Linked DNA regions of Mus musculus: regions 1, 2 and 3 are each linked to region 4. The links are chromatin contacts, called in public HiChIP or PLAC-seq and promoter capture Hi-C maps. All regions are on one chromosome and are shown on one strand. The core of a region is the stretch at or near the end of the contact, and the rest is flanking DNA. Distances in the headings are between cores, read along the strand shown. Region 1 holds the start of 5730435O14Rik (RIKEN cDNA 5730435O14 gene). Region 2 overlaps Armc2 (armadillo repeat containing 2). Region 3 holds the start of Ccdc162 (coiled-coil domain containing 162). Region 4 holds the start of Snx3 (sorting nexin 3).

The links. Promoter capture Hi-C pulls out the DNA fragments that hold promoters and counts their contacts. HiChIP or PLAC-seq counts read pairs in DNA pulled down with a chosen protein or histone mark. Capture Hi-C pulls out chosen DNA fragments and counts their contacts.
Region 1: a promoter capture Hi-C map of liver shows a contact between it and region 4, with 2.7 times the contacts expected there. The contact joins the promoter of 5730435O14Rik here to the promoter of Snx3 in region 4.
Region 2: a contact with region 4 is called in an H3K4me3 HiChIP or PLAC-seq map of bone marrow-derived macrophages, with 7 times the contacts expected there. The contact joins the enhancer-like site here to the promoter of Snx3 in region 4. A contact is called at or near these places in 5 of 39 promoter capture datasets (the 3T3-L1 cell line, the C10 cell line, cranial neural crest and 1 more), 3 of 484 Hi-C or Micro-C datasets (the HPC-7 cell line, bone marrow-derived macrophages and cortical neurons), 6 of 115 datasets of contacts at active chromatin or transcription factors (CD8 T cells, bone marrow-derived macrophages, lineage negative bone marrow cells and 3 more) and 2 of 9 other capture datasets (adipose tissue and liver).
Region 3: a promoter capture Hi-C map of pancreatic islet shows a contact between it and region 4. The contact joins the promoter of Ccdc162 here to the promoter of Snx3 in region 4. A contact is called at or near these places in 1 of 39 promoter capture datasets (cranial neural crest), 1 of 115 datasets of contacts at active chromatin or transcription factors (pancreatic cancer cells) and 1 of 9 other capture datasets (pancreatic islet).

Annotation. Positions count from the first base shown.
Region 1 is chr10:41,566,502-41,569,512 of GRCm38.p6, forward strand. 5730435O14Rik (RIKEN cDNA 5730435O14 gene) reads left to right here and starts at 1,515. Exons shown (of 4, transcript NR_045341.1): 1 at 1,515-1,598. All of the region lies in intron 37 of Ccdc162 (coiled-coil domain containing 162), which reads right to left.
Region 2 is chr10:41,967,116-41,970,623 of GRCm38.p6, forward strand. The region is part of intron 8 of Armc2 (armadillo repeat containing 2); the gene reads right to left. All of the region lies in intron 2 of Gm33058 (a long non-coding RNA gene), which reads left to right. Among named protein-coding and RNA genes, the nearest start is that of Gm33058, 10 kb to the left of the region's middle. Within about 2 kb of position 1,531, at least 18 of the 459 cell types and tissues checked have an H3K27ac peak or open chromatin away from gene starts, as enhancers often do. A contact at or near this core is called in adipose tissue and bone marrow-derived macrophages, where this site is marked.
Region 3 is chr10:41,714,658-41,717,916 of GRCm38.p6, forward strand. It overlaps Ccdc162 (coiled-coil domain containing 162), which reads right to left and starts at 1,806. Exons shown (of 48, transcript NM_001358562.1): 1 at 1,747-1,806.
Region 4 is chr10:42,500,571-42,503,952 of GRCm38.p6, forward strand. Snx3 (sorting nexin 3) reads left to right here and starts at 1,484. Exons shown (of 4, transcript NM_017472.4): 1 at 1,484-1,922. The coding sequence starts at 1,761.

The sequences.
Region 1 (3,011 bases), core at 265-2,764, 930 kb before region 4:
TGTTGCCAGCTCCTCTTGTGTTTCAAGATGTGGCCCCAACAACACCTCTATCAGGCCTTCATGTGCCCTCTACTCATAAATAGATACATGTATTTTTTTTTTAGCTTTCTTTTTAATAGACTCCATCTCTGTCTCAAGGGAAAAAAATATTAGCACCAGTGGTGGATGGAGACTGGTTTACTAGAAACTGGGAAAAGACTGGACAACGACATGAGTTTTTAAAGAAAGACTGCCAGGTTGACCTGATTTTCTCAGGAAATAGAGCAGCAGGATGCTCGAGAACCGGAAGAGCATGCTGGAAGAGCATGGCTGTGTGGCAGAATAACTGCGTGCTCCAGGCCCATGTCTTTGGCAGCTGCACAGCCTGGGAGGTCTAGTGTGGCAGCTTGGGGACTTGGGATTTGTCCTGACTTCACAGCTACTAATGACTTAAACAAGGATGCTTAGAGCTCAGAGCATCAAGAGGCTAAAGAATGGCCCAAACTGACCAAGAAGACAGATGGTGGGACAGTACAGTGTCCGAGGACAACATGTGTGAGCAGACAACATGCGTGAGCAGACAACAGGTGAGCAGAGGCTGGCGTCTCCAAGGTCTCCAAGCACTTCCTGAGCTGCAGATACACCTGATAGAGATTTGCCCCGCCTGCAAATCCTACTTTCCTTCCTACAAGATGTTATCCTTAGCTGGGTGTGGTGACACACGCCTATGACCTAGCAGCTGGGAAATAGAAGCAGGAGGATGGTAGAGTTGGTGACCTCAAAGTGAAAACAACATTCCGTGCCCTGCCAAAAATCAAAGATCCTTATCCTCAGCGATGGGCTGAGCAACAGTGTGCAGCTCGTGTGTGTGTGTGTGTGTGTGTGTGTGTGTGTGTGTGTGTGTGTGTGTGTATGGTGCTTTTATATATATATATATATATATATATATATATAATGCTCACACACACACACACACACACACACATATATATATGAGCAGGAATTCATACATACATACAGATGTATATATGTGTGTATATATACACACACACACTTACACACACACATCACAAAACTTATTCTTTTAACTGTCATCAAATACAGAACAGTGGCAGCATCATGACCACATGACAAATCTCTTTCCATCTCACAAAATAAAACCAGTACCCACTGAATACTAATTTGCCCTTTCTGTCCCCACCCATGGAAACCACCATCCCACCTTTTTTCTCTGAGAGTCTTCAGGGAACCTGAGAAATATCAAATTCAGGATCCTTACACTCGTTTTACTCTGCATCATGGCTCATTGTGTGGCACCGTGTGGCAGAATGGCCTTTCTTTTTTGTTTTTGAGGATTAATACACTATTTTTATTTGTGCATACTATTTTTATTTATGTGTGTATGCCGGCACGGGTTCATGTACACCACTGAAAGCAAACATATTTGTAAGCCGCCCAGTGTTGGGGACTGCTGCGAGAGCAGCAAGCACTCTTCATTCCTGAGCCATCTCCAATCTTTAAAGCAAGGCACAGTGGGTTTTGATTTAAGGCCCCTGCCCCTGGGAGATGGGGCCTCTCATCAGCACACACAGTGATGCTTCAGTGTAAATGAACACCGAGTAAGTATATGACTACATCTGTATCTGGGGGAAACGGATCTCCAACCACACTTGAGAATCCTCTACCTCATAACTAAGGGTTAAAATGTTTAATGTAAAAATTATGGGAACATTTCCAAAAACTTAAGAAAAATGTAAACCTGAAGAAAACAATATCCACCCAAAATTGAGCACATTTTTCCAAAACAGATTTTTTTTTAAGTTTTAAATTTCATTTATTTATTTACTAACTTAAAAAAAAAAAAAAAGAAAAGAAATACAGTCTTTCTTTCTGTGTAGTCCAGGCTAGTTTGGAGTTCTTGTCTCCTTTCCTCTAACTAACTGACGAATGTGTGTAAGTTTGTACGTGGAGGTCAGAGGGCAACCTGCTGGAGTCTGTTTTCTCCTTCCACTGTGTGGGTTCTGGGGATCAAACTCAGGTCACCAATCTTGGCAGCAAGCCCCTTTACTTACTCAGCCATCTCACTGCTCCCTGGGGTGGAACTCATTTTCCTCCCTTTTCATTGCGTGTGTGTGTGTGTGTGTGTGTGTGTCTGTGTGTGTCTGTGTGTGTCTGTGTGTGTCTGTGTGTGTGTGTGTGTCTGTGTTTGCATATGCATGTGAGCATGCCATGGTGTTTGTGTGTGGGTTTGATGGAACAATGTTCATGAGTTGGTTGTCCACTTTCACCATGGGACCCACAGATGGAACTCAGGTCACCCACACTTGGCTGCAAGCACCTTTACTCACTGATCCATCTTACTGGCCCCCTGGCCTGGAACTTTTAGTCTACCTGCCTGAGCCTCCCGAGTGCTAGGATTACAAGTGTGTACCACTGTGCCTAGCAGGACAGATTTTCTTCTTTTTTTTTTTTTTATTGTAATAGTTGCATGGAGATGATTTGTCTGTCAAGCACTTATTAATGAATGACCCTGAGCCTGGTGTCCAAGCATGAATGTGTGCTCCCTCATGCCGCCTTCTCAGACATAAGAGTCATTCAAAATGAATTCTTTCAATTTTAGCAACTGCTTCCTGCCAAGGGTAAATACTGTTAAACACTACATTTTAGGGTGGTAAAGAGCTCAGATAGCTTTTCTGATATACACAAATGTAAAATTATTGGTGCTACTTCTGCTGTGGAGGAAATGTGGGGGGGGGAATGAAATGCTACTCTTTGATGCTGTTAGCCTGTTACTAGCTTTTCCCCCTCAAACTGTACACTTCAAAAATATTTCCTACGCTGGGCAGTGGTGGTGCAGGCCTTTAATCCCAGCACTTGGGAGGCAGAGGCAGGCGGGTTTCTGAGTTCAAGGCCAGCCTGGTCTACAGCATGAGTTCCAGGACAGCCAGGGCTACACAGAGAAACCCTGTCTCGCAAAACCAAAAACAAACAAACAAAAAGTTCCTAGTTCAGTGTATCATAGGCCTTTTTCA
Region 2 (3,508 bases), core at 281-2,780, 530 kb before region 4:
GATTTAGAATATACTGATAATCGATGAAGGATACCAAAGTTCAGATTAAACTCACCTAGAAAAGAGTCCACCGAGGAGCGGAAGCAAAGGAAACATGCCCCTCTGCCATTGTATAAAAATGAACTTAAAGCCAGTGCTTTAGACTGTGTCCCGCTTATTCTTGGGGCTATTTCTGGTACCTTGAGATAATCATTGTTCAAAGCTGAAATCACTTTCTAAACCACACAGCAATATCTAAGTCAATTAAGCACAAGGCAATAAGGAAGAACAATTTCCTTTATAAAAATAGAGTGGCTGGCTGACCAAGGGTCTACTTTAACTGCACATTTATCTAAAGTGGTAAAATATGGTCACTAATGGGGAAACATCTAATAAAGTTCAGAATAGCAAAACTCTTCAAATGAAGTGAGCATCCCAGAAGAGAAAATGACTTGGTTTTGTTTGTTTTGTTTTGTTTTATGGAGACAGGGCCTTACTGTGTAGATCAGCAGGACCTTGGATTTACAGAGCTTCACCTGCCCCTGCTCCTAGAGTGCTGGGATTAAAGCCAGCGCTCTTTAGATAACCTGCAGGAGTTGGTTCCCTCTTTCTATACTGTGGTCAAACTCAGGCTATTAGCCTTGAAAATAAAAACATCTGTAATTTCTGGTTCAGATTGTGTGCCCTCTGCGACAGTGTGAAAACCAGTCTGTAGGAATGGGCTCCTCTGAACAAATAAAGACTTCTGCGTGAAAATGATGGCACAGGGGTCATTATTTTCCTATTTAAAAAGTTATTTCCGATATACTTTATTGGGCTTTCAGTTAACTTTTTAAAAAGATAGTCGAATATATCCGAGTTATCTGTTAGAGCCACAAATACCACCGAGCACTTAACTGCTCACGGGCTGAGCTGTTCCCTGAGGGAGAAAGAAAGATGGGCATGTTGTCTGTGGCTGGCGAGGCAGAGGAAGGAGCATGATGGAGCATCTGCACCTACTGCGCCTGCTCTGGGCCTGGGCACAGCAATCTGAGAAGCAGCCCATTGGGCATGCGCCTGGCTCTGCAGCAAGAAGTGAAGGGGGTGGGGGGCTTAGACCCACCCACAGAGCTGTCGGTCTCCCACCTCCTGCTCTGGGAATGCCAAGTCCCCAGCCCAACTTGTGTTTTAATAACTTGCCAGGGCATTTACAGGACAGAGTAGGGATTCCTTCTGCTCTCAGGAAGAAAAGAAAATGGGAAGTTAAAATTAAGACAGTGATTATGACAACATGGCTTTAAATCCCAGCAAAGGAGCTGACTGAAGCAAATTGAAAGCCCCTTCCACATCTGGGCGAGGGCGGAGTGCGCTGGCAGGCTCTACTGCATGGGCTTGAGACCAAAATCTCTGAGTTGCTCATCTTCCTACTGCAGTGGGTAGCTTATGGTCTACACTTGACAAAACACCCCAATAAGTGGTCCCAAAGCACCTCACTCCATCTCCCACCTCAACTTGTGTGAAAAGCAGAAAAAGAAATAGCAACAAAATCAAACAACAACACAAGTATCCAAGTTTCATCAGAACAACATCAACAGCTTGGAGCACTGTGCCAGCACTGGGGAGGACAGAGGTGCTGGCTGGCTGGTCACTGTCTCTTCTCTAGAGTTCAGTGATGGATCCTGGGACTTTGGTTGTCTTGTTTAGAGGTTCCCAAGGCTGGGATGAATTTCCTTCTTTTCTTTTCTCTTCTTTTCTTTTTTTCTTTCTTTCTTTCTTTCTTTCTTTCTTTCTTTTTTTTTTTTTTTTTTTTTTTTTTTTTGAGACAGGGTTTCTCTGTGTAGCCCTGGCTGTCCTGGAACTCACTTTGTAAACCAGGCTGGCCTCGAACTCAGAAATCCTCCTGCCTCTGCCTCCCAAGTGCTGGGATTAAAGGCATGTTCCACCACGCCCGGCTGGGATGTATTTCTGCCAATGCATGTTTTCCTGGTAGGGTAGTTTTTCTGTTTACATTAAAAAATGATGCTTTTGGCGGGGGCACCTTTTTTCCCATCACTTGGGAGGCAGAGGCAGGCAGATATCTGTAGTTCGAGGCCAGCCTGGTCTACAGAGTGAGTGCTAGAACAGCCAGGGCTACACAGAGAAACCCGGTCTCAAAACAACAGAAACACAAAGCAAAACAAAAAAAGATGCTTTGGTTTTGTTTACTTGTTTTCCAAGTTAAAGAAGTTTGAGATCACTCCAGTTTCCCACTCTACCTAACCACAAAGGGCACATAGGACATGTCCATCTGGTTGTTAGCCCTCTGCCAAGGCTGCTAGAGTTTAACCCTTCCTGAATATGGCTGCACTCCTGCAGAGTATCTCTGTACTCTTTGAACACTCTTAATACAGACTGACATATTTTCACAAGTTTTTTTTTTAAAAAGGATTAAAATTAAAATGGCTATCTAACATCTCTATGGAGCCAAAGAATTCAAGAAATCCAAATAACTCACATGCTTACTGCATGTTTTTAAATAAATACTGTTAAATGGTTGGACTGTAATATCAAACTGGTGGGCAGAAAAAAAAAACAATAGCAAGAAGAGGAGATTCAGTGTAGAGCTTTGGCCTCTGTATAGCTTCAGTCTTGGTTTGTATTACTGCCACAGTTCCTTTTATTCTAATTAATTAGTTTATTTTTATCTTATGTACACTGGTGCTCTGCACGAATGTCTGTGTGAGAGTGTCAGCTCCTCTGGGAAGGCACTGCAGTTGTGTCGTTGAGAATTGAACCAGGGATCTTTGGAAGAACATCCAGTGCTCGGAATCGCTGAGCCATCTCTCCAGCCCCGTCCTCCACAGTTCTTATGATATGGTGACCTGAGAATGTATATGGAACCACATCCTAAAGCCACATTTGAACAGGATCTCCCCTGGGATGTTACTGGAGATCCAAGTGGCCAGTTGGAAGTTGGAAGTGGCCATGGCTTGGAAAGTCCCTTCTGACCTGGCAACTCTGTATCGAGTAAGAAGGTACCCACCTGGCACTACTGAGATGGCTCAGTGGTTAGACACTCTGGCTGCTTTTGCAGAGGACCCAGGTTCAGTTCCAACACCCGAATGTTGGCCCACAGGCACCTGTAACTCCACTTCCAGGGGAATCTGGTGCTGTCTTTTGGCCCCCATGGGCACAAGGCAAATACATGGGGCATACACACATATGCCGGTGAACCACTCATATTCTTAAAATACTTTTTCTTTTTCTAAAAATGAAGGCCCCAAGCCACTTAACTCTACATTAGAATTTAACTTCACTTAGATTCTTTGGGACAGGACGAATCGCTGAGTGGATTTTTAACTACTTTACAACCAACTCAGAAGGCCTAATTCAGTTCAACTGTCCCACACACACACCACCACCACCACCACCAATTTGTTCAAGACCATCAATAACTGAGGTAATATTTTCACTGAAAGCTTAAATAGATCTGTGGTTCATTCTTCTCATCTCCTTTTTTGATTCATCATGAAACAAAAACATCCAGACTCCAGGTGAAAAGATGGCTGCA
Region 3 (3,259 bases), core at 556-3,055, 790 kb before region 4:
TGTGCTCAAAACAATAGCCTCCTGTAATCTTCAAAATGCAATCACCAAGCAAACACCCAGTGAGAGGCCACTTTTGGGTCAAGCACTGTGCCGGATGCCACAGGATGAGCAGAAAGAGAAACTTGCGCTCAGACCTCTCAGCCTATGTGAAGACAAAAATAACCAGTGAACTCAAGGCTAGCTTGTGCTCCAGGAGATGTTTCAACAAAGGAACCCCACACAAAAGTGTGCTGGGTACAGAAAACACCTAGCAGAGACAGCTAGACTAGATCTGGGAGGCAGCAGAGTAAACAGGCCAGAAGACCAAAGAAAAGCTCAACAAGCCAAATCCACAGACGCCTCGGAAGAGAATGGTCAAGATTTGCACCTCAACCCACTGTGGTGGTGCACACCTGCAGTACCAGTACTACAGAAGTGGAGGCAGGAGGACTCCCAGTTTGGGGACAGCCTAGAGAAACAATGTGTGTGTGGCCTAAAGTTTCTTTCCACGGAATTAGATTTCCCTTTCCTTCACAGGCTTATTGGGTGTCGTCTCCTTATTTACACAGACTCACCGAATTCCTGTTTGATACAAGAAACACTAAATGTCACAGGCAATTCGAGTGCTCAGTTTGCACACCCACCCGGTGATGATTACTATCTATGCCGAGAGGTTTGTAAATGCCTACTTAACCACTTTAGCAGAAAGCAGCAGAGAAGAAAGCTGTTCTATTGTTCTTACGCTCTGAGGCAGCTCTGTGACAACGTAGGACCGTCCGTGATCAGGTCAACAGTCTGGGTCGTAAGTTGAAAGGGCACCAGGTTGGGTGTCTGGAGATCAGAGGCTTCGTAACCACTACTCTGAAATGATTCCATCTAATTCTCCTCACTTGATCAAGTATGATAGGACACCGGAAGAGGAATGCTCCCTGGAGACGAGCAGGCAGGATCCAAGCAACCCTCGGGGGCACTGGTCGGGCTAACTGATTTACACGGTAAGTCATTCTCGGGCAAGTGATTGTTTCTTATTCGTCCTCAGCTCATTTTAACAGAAAGATGCAGCGGTGCCCAAGAAGAGCTTTCATCTTGGATGCTCTTTTGGAGAGGACTAGGGTCCAGCTGGCATTAACCCATATGTCACATCTATGAAATGCTCAGTGACTCAGCTTCAGTTAGCGCTCACTAGCGCTTCAGGAAGTCACTAACAGGTGTTCTTCACGGCACATCAATAACTCCAGCCGTGCATCTGCCCGCCCATGCGTCTTTGGTGAGATGGCTCAGTGGGTAAGGAGCTTGGGCAGCTCTCCGGGACACTCCCATGAACTGCCTCAGCTCCAGATCTGATACGCTGACCTCCATGGGCACTCACACACACACACGGCATCCACATCCACATAACCACAAATAATAAATCATTGTGAAAAAAATCAAACTTGTGTTTAATCTTAGTTTGCTATGGCTTAAAAATACTACTTTATCAACTGGCTATGGTGGCACAAACTTGGTGAGGCAGGAGGATCGTGAATTCAAGGCACGCATGAGGCCCGCGGTGTTCCGTCCCTACCCTGGTACCCCACAGGGTTTTTCAAGCCACCATCCTGAATAGTCTACTGTAGCGTGTCTCTCACGTCAACCTTACATCACCCAAAGCTGACTTCCCTCCAGTCCAGCTCTAACAAAGCAGAAATGACCACCCTGCCAGTGACCTGCTCCAGTACAGTTAATTCTAGAGCCCAACTCCCTCCAGTATTAGAAGACTCACAATACCTGCTGCTCCAAACACAGGACTGCTCTGGCTTCACAGTTTCGTGGAAGTTGAGGCTTGCCTTGGCAAGAATGGTCCGATTCCCCTGCCCCCTCCTCTCTCCCTCCCTCTCTCTTTCTAATTTCTAATTAAAGAGAACCCAAACAATTCTTTTTCAGTGAAGTGAAAAGATTAATGAAATCTTCCTGTTCCAGCAAGGAAGTTGCCCAGCAACTCCGAAGCTGCCCAGAGAACGCCCCCCCCCCCCCCCCCAGGACAGACAGCTTTGGCTCCGCCCACCCAGAGTCAGCGGCTTTGGCAAGCAGGTAACTGTGGAGGCAGATTTGTTTGCGTTAGTAACTGTGGAGTGACAAAACCATTCTTCACAGGTTCCTAGTAACTAAATGTCACCCTAACAACCAAAACAGACTCCAGCAGTAACTTGTGTGTGATCATGTTGTTTCTGCACCACAGGGTTCCACCATAGTCTTTCTCCCTTTAGGAACCTAGGATCCGAAACAAGCAAAAGCAATTTCAATTTCCACAAAGAAAGTAAGCAAATTAGAACACTCCAACTCAGTTACCGAGATTTCTACAGTTTTGGCTTTAGCCCATGTGAACTCATCTTTTACTTTTTCCACCCTGCACATAAACAAAAGCATTTTGCAGTAATTCTCAACCCGTGGATCTCGACCCCCTCCTGCGACCCTTCCACGGGGTTTGCATAACAGGTATCCTGCATATCAGAGATATTTATATTATGATTTGTAACAGTAGCAAAATTAGTTATGAGGTAGCAATGAAATCATTTTATGGTTGGGGGCTCCATAACATGAGGAACTTAACTAAGGGGCCACGGCATTAGGAAGGCTGAGAACCCCTGGTTTACAATTTTCCCTAACTGCTGACCCTTGGCTGGGCACTGTACTCCCCCACAGAAACCTAGTGAGGCAGGATTAGTAGAACCCTCATGTTACAGGGAAACCCAAGGCTCTGTGGAATTCTTGGCTTGTGCAGACAAGACTGATTTTGAACCAAGTCTATTCATATTCACTCTGAAATCTTAAGTGGTTTTTTTTTTCAAACTATCTTATACTTTTATGAGACAATTCTCAATTCTTATTTGAAACATTCAAATAGTTATAAGTGGTTACACTTTTTGTATGGTAATTTGTTTTCCCAATATATTTTCCTTGTTTTTATCCTGAGCTGGGAGTCTGGCCCAGGTCAAACCCTTTACCACTGAGTTAAAAGCCAGCCATCTATTTCACACAAAAATGATTTTATTAGTAAGTGAGCAGGTGTAGACCCTTTCCTAAGTGTTCAGGGCTGAGATAAGGCCCTGGTGGGATTTTTCCCTTTCTTTCTAACCTTAATGACAGAGCTCATATTCCTGTGGAGGAAAGTGAAACTGGAGAGATTACAGGATGGAGTTTGGACAGAATTCACTGCAGACATTTCCAAGGCCAGGAGGCTGACACTTACAGTAGATCCACTGCTTAAACCAGAGGGTTGGGGTTTGGGGGCTTGCGCTCT
Region 4 (3,382 bases), core at 234-2,733:
CTTGTTGTTGCATGAATTTGGGGGTCCAAACTCAGGTCCTCGTACTTGCACGACAAGCACTGTTAATCAGTAGCCCGTATCTCCAACTCTTTTCAGATCTGTATTCTCCTGTACTCTGGAAATAAACTAACTTTGGAACTTGCTAGCTTTATGGTTGTGCTACACTGCTGTTTTTGTAGGCTGACTTGAAGGGACTCTAAGGTCACGTGACGCTGCCTAGGCCACGTAATGGCTTTGTTCAGGTATTGGGTTGACAACCGGATGCACTAGCTCCTGGTATCCTGGTTCTTGGCACTCCCCTATCTTCCTGTCTCCCTTCAGCTTCCTGAGTCTTTCCCTGGTCCTTTTTTCCATTTTGTATAAAGGCTTCTCTAAGTAGCATTCCAAGTACAATTTGAGATTTACCGCTTAAAAACAAAACACATTTACCAGGATTTGTGGGAAACAAGAGTGGCCGCTTACCCAGACAGGGTTCCCGGCCTTCATCTTGTCTTTCTTATTTTGCTTTCTTATTTCAGGGGCCAGACCAGTCTTTAGGCACTGTTTGACCTTAGTTTGAGCTTATCAGGTTTAAAAAATTCCACTCCCTTATTTACTGCTTCGAATCTATCAGTGTAGAACAGGGTGACCTTGAAACTTCTGAGTCTCAGCCTTCTGAGTGCTGGCATTACATTATGCCGGGATTAATGTCCTTCTTGGGGACTGGACCCAGGACTTTATGAATCCTAGGCAATCAATCTACCAACTGAGTTACATCATCATTTTTTGTTTGTTTTTTGAGGGCTACTGTGTAGCCCTGGCTGTCAACTCACTCTGTAGACCAGTGGCCTAGAACTCAGAAATCCCGCCTGCCTCTGCCTCCACCACGCCTGGCTAAAAAGCCTTTTGTTTTGTTTTGGTTTTGTTTTGTGTTTTTTTCAAGACAGGGTTTCTCTGTATAGCCCTGGCTGTCCTGGAACTCACTTTGTAGACCAGGCTGGCCTCGAACTCAGAAACCCGCCTGCCTCTGCCTCCCAAGTGCTGGGATTAAAGGCCTGCGCCACCACCGCCCGGCTCTCCCTTGGTTTTTAAAGATAAGGTCTCATGTAGCCCAGGCTGGCCTCGAGCTCCTGATTCTCCGCTCTCCATTTGCCAAAGGTCAGGATTACAGATGTGTACTGATTCATTTGAGACGTTTATTAAAGGTTTCTAGAAATGAATTTCCAGGGATCACAGTGATGCACTGGATTGGCTGTCTTACAGCATAGGCAGTTTTGTCTCCTCCCTGCCGTCCCAACGACTGCCTTCACTGCGCCAGAACAGCTAAAATCGTTTCCGGAGTCCCTCCCCGCAGAGAAGCTGGGTCAGAAAAGCCGGAAACCCACACCTCCTCCCCAGAGCTCCCCTACTACGCCTGCGCGTCACTCGGCGGCGGCGCGCTCGCCCGAGGCATTGTGGTTATTGTAGTCTCCCCATATCCTTGGCGCCCACAGTCCCGTGACGCCGCCGCGCCTCAGCCCCACCCCGCAGTGTCCCTCGGGGCCGCCGCGGGGCCTGCGAACCGGGCGCGGCGTTCAGGCCAGTCAGCTGTTTCTCCCTGGGCAGAGGGCGGAAGCCCGAGCAGCCTGGGGCGGAGCTTCGCGCGGAACGAACGCCCACCCGTCCTACGTGCTCGTTCGTCTCCGTTCGCTGCGCGCGAGCCGGGAGTCCCCGCGGCGGGCGGCGGTGGCGTTGGCGGAAGGCGGTGGAGAGAAGCCCGCGGCTGCCGCGGCGACAGCGAAATGGCGGAGACGGTAGCGGACACCCGGCGGCTCATCACCAAGCCGCAGAATCTGAATGACGCCTACGGGCCGCCCAGCAACTTCCTCGAGATCGACGTGAGCAACCCGCAGACCGTGGGGGTCGGCCGGGGCCGCTTCACCACCTACGAGATCAGGGTCAAGGTGAGGCGTCCGCCCCTCTCCCGCATCCCTCGCTCCGGGGCCGCCAAGTCCCGCCGGACCCCGGCGCGGGGCCTTGAGGTCTCAGCGGCCGCCCAGGCCAGACGCCCCTGCGAGGCAGCTTGTCTGCGGGCGGAGGCGTGAGCCAGGGTTTCGCTCGCTCTCCGTGGACAGTTTGTATGGGGACCAGCTCGCTGGCTCCGGTAGAAGGTGCTGGAAGACGAGGGCGTGGGTTGAGCTCTGCTAGCCGAGATCTCAGGCAGCTGATCTGGGCTTGACATTTGAGTTGAAGAGGTAGATCTTTCGAGAACACTGTTCTCCGAAAAGAGAGCTAGGTGTGACTGAGGAAGAAAGGGGGAGGGGGGCGTGTGTGCGCAAAGTTGAAGCCCTCTCTCCCTCCCTGTCTCTTTTTTTTTTTTTTCCTGGACGCTTACCAAGACGTAGTGAAGCCAAGCTTAGCTGCTCTTTCCAGGCCTGTCTCAAGCTACAGTAAGAGTATCCTGGGCCGTACACGTCTGTGAGCAGAACTTGATGGCGAGTTCACGGGAGCGCGTCAGATTTTTGTGGTAGGGCTCAACCAAGCGGTTAGCAGCGATGAGAAATGGTTGACCTTAGCATGCTTGGCTGTCCTGCTGAAGGCCTAGGTGTGTGGAATGTCATCTTCCTCAGTGTCCAAAAAAGCAACTGCCCGGGACTAGGGAACCCTACTCATCTAAGTGTCTGGCTTTAGCTTTTTCACTTCAACTGAAAAAAGGAATAGGGTGAAGTAGAAACGTACTCTTAGAATCCCATAACTAATGGGGTTTTGGCAGTAAGTAATTTAGATGATTCGAGGGACACTAAATGAAAGTACTGCTTTTTTTACTCTGTAGAGCAGGATGGAAGGGTTTTTCCACATTTGAAAAAAAAACTTATTAAATTAATTCATTGCTAAAAATTAAATATTAAATAGTAACCATGAGAATTTTGGCCTTAGAGGACTCATGATCATTGTTAACATTAGCCTTTTTTTTTTTTTTTCGAGACAGGGTTTCTCTGTATAGCCCTGGCTGTCCTGGAACTCACTCTGTAGACCAGGCTGGCCTCGAACTCAGAAATCCGCCTGCCTCTGCCTCCCGAGTGCTGGGATTAAAGGCATGCGCCACCACGCCCAGCTTAACATTAGCTTTTATGTGAAGGAATTTCTTATTAAAGTAAGCACTTTTTGTGTGGTAAACAGAATTTGCCATCCTAGTCATTTTTAAGTTGTACGGCCCAGGAGTGCTGTATATATTTAGCTTGTGAAACTTACACACTTTTAAAGAATGGTTGAACTAATCAAACTTTTTTCCCCTATGAGATAGAATCTCATATGTAGGCTCCTGACTGGCCTTGAATTTACTATGTAGACCAGGCTGGCCCCAACTGCTGGAATTAAAAGTTGTGTGTCTCTCTGTCTTTGGATCATCAAACTTTTGAGATAT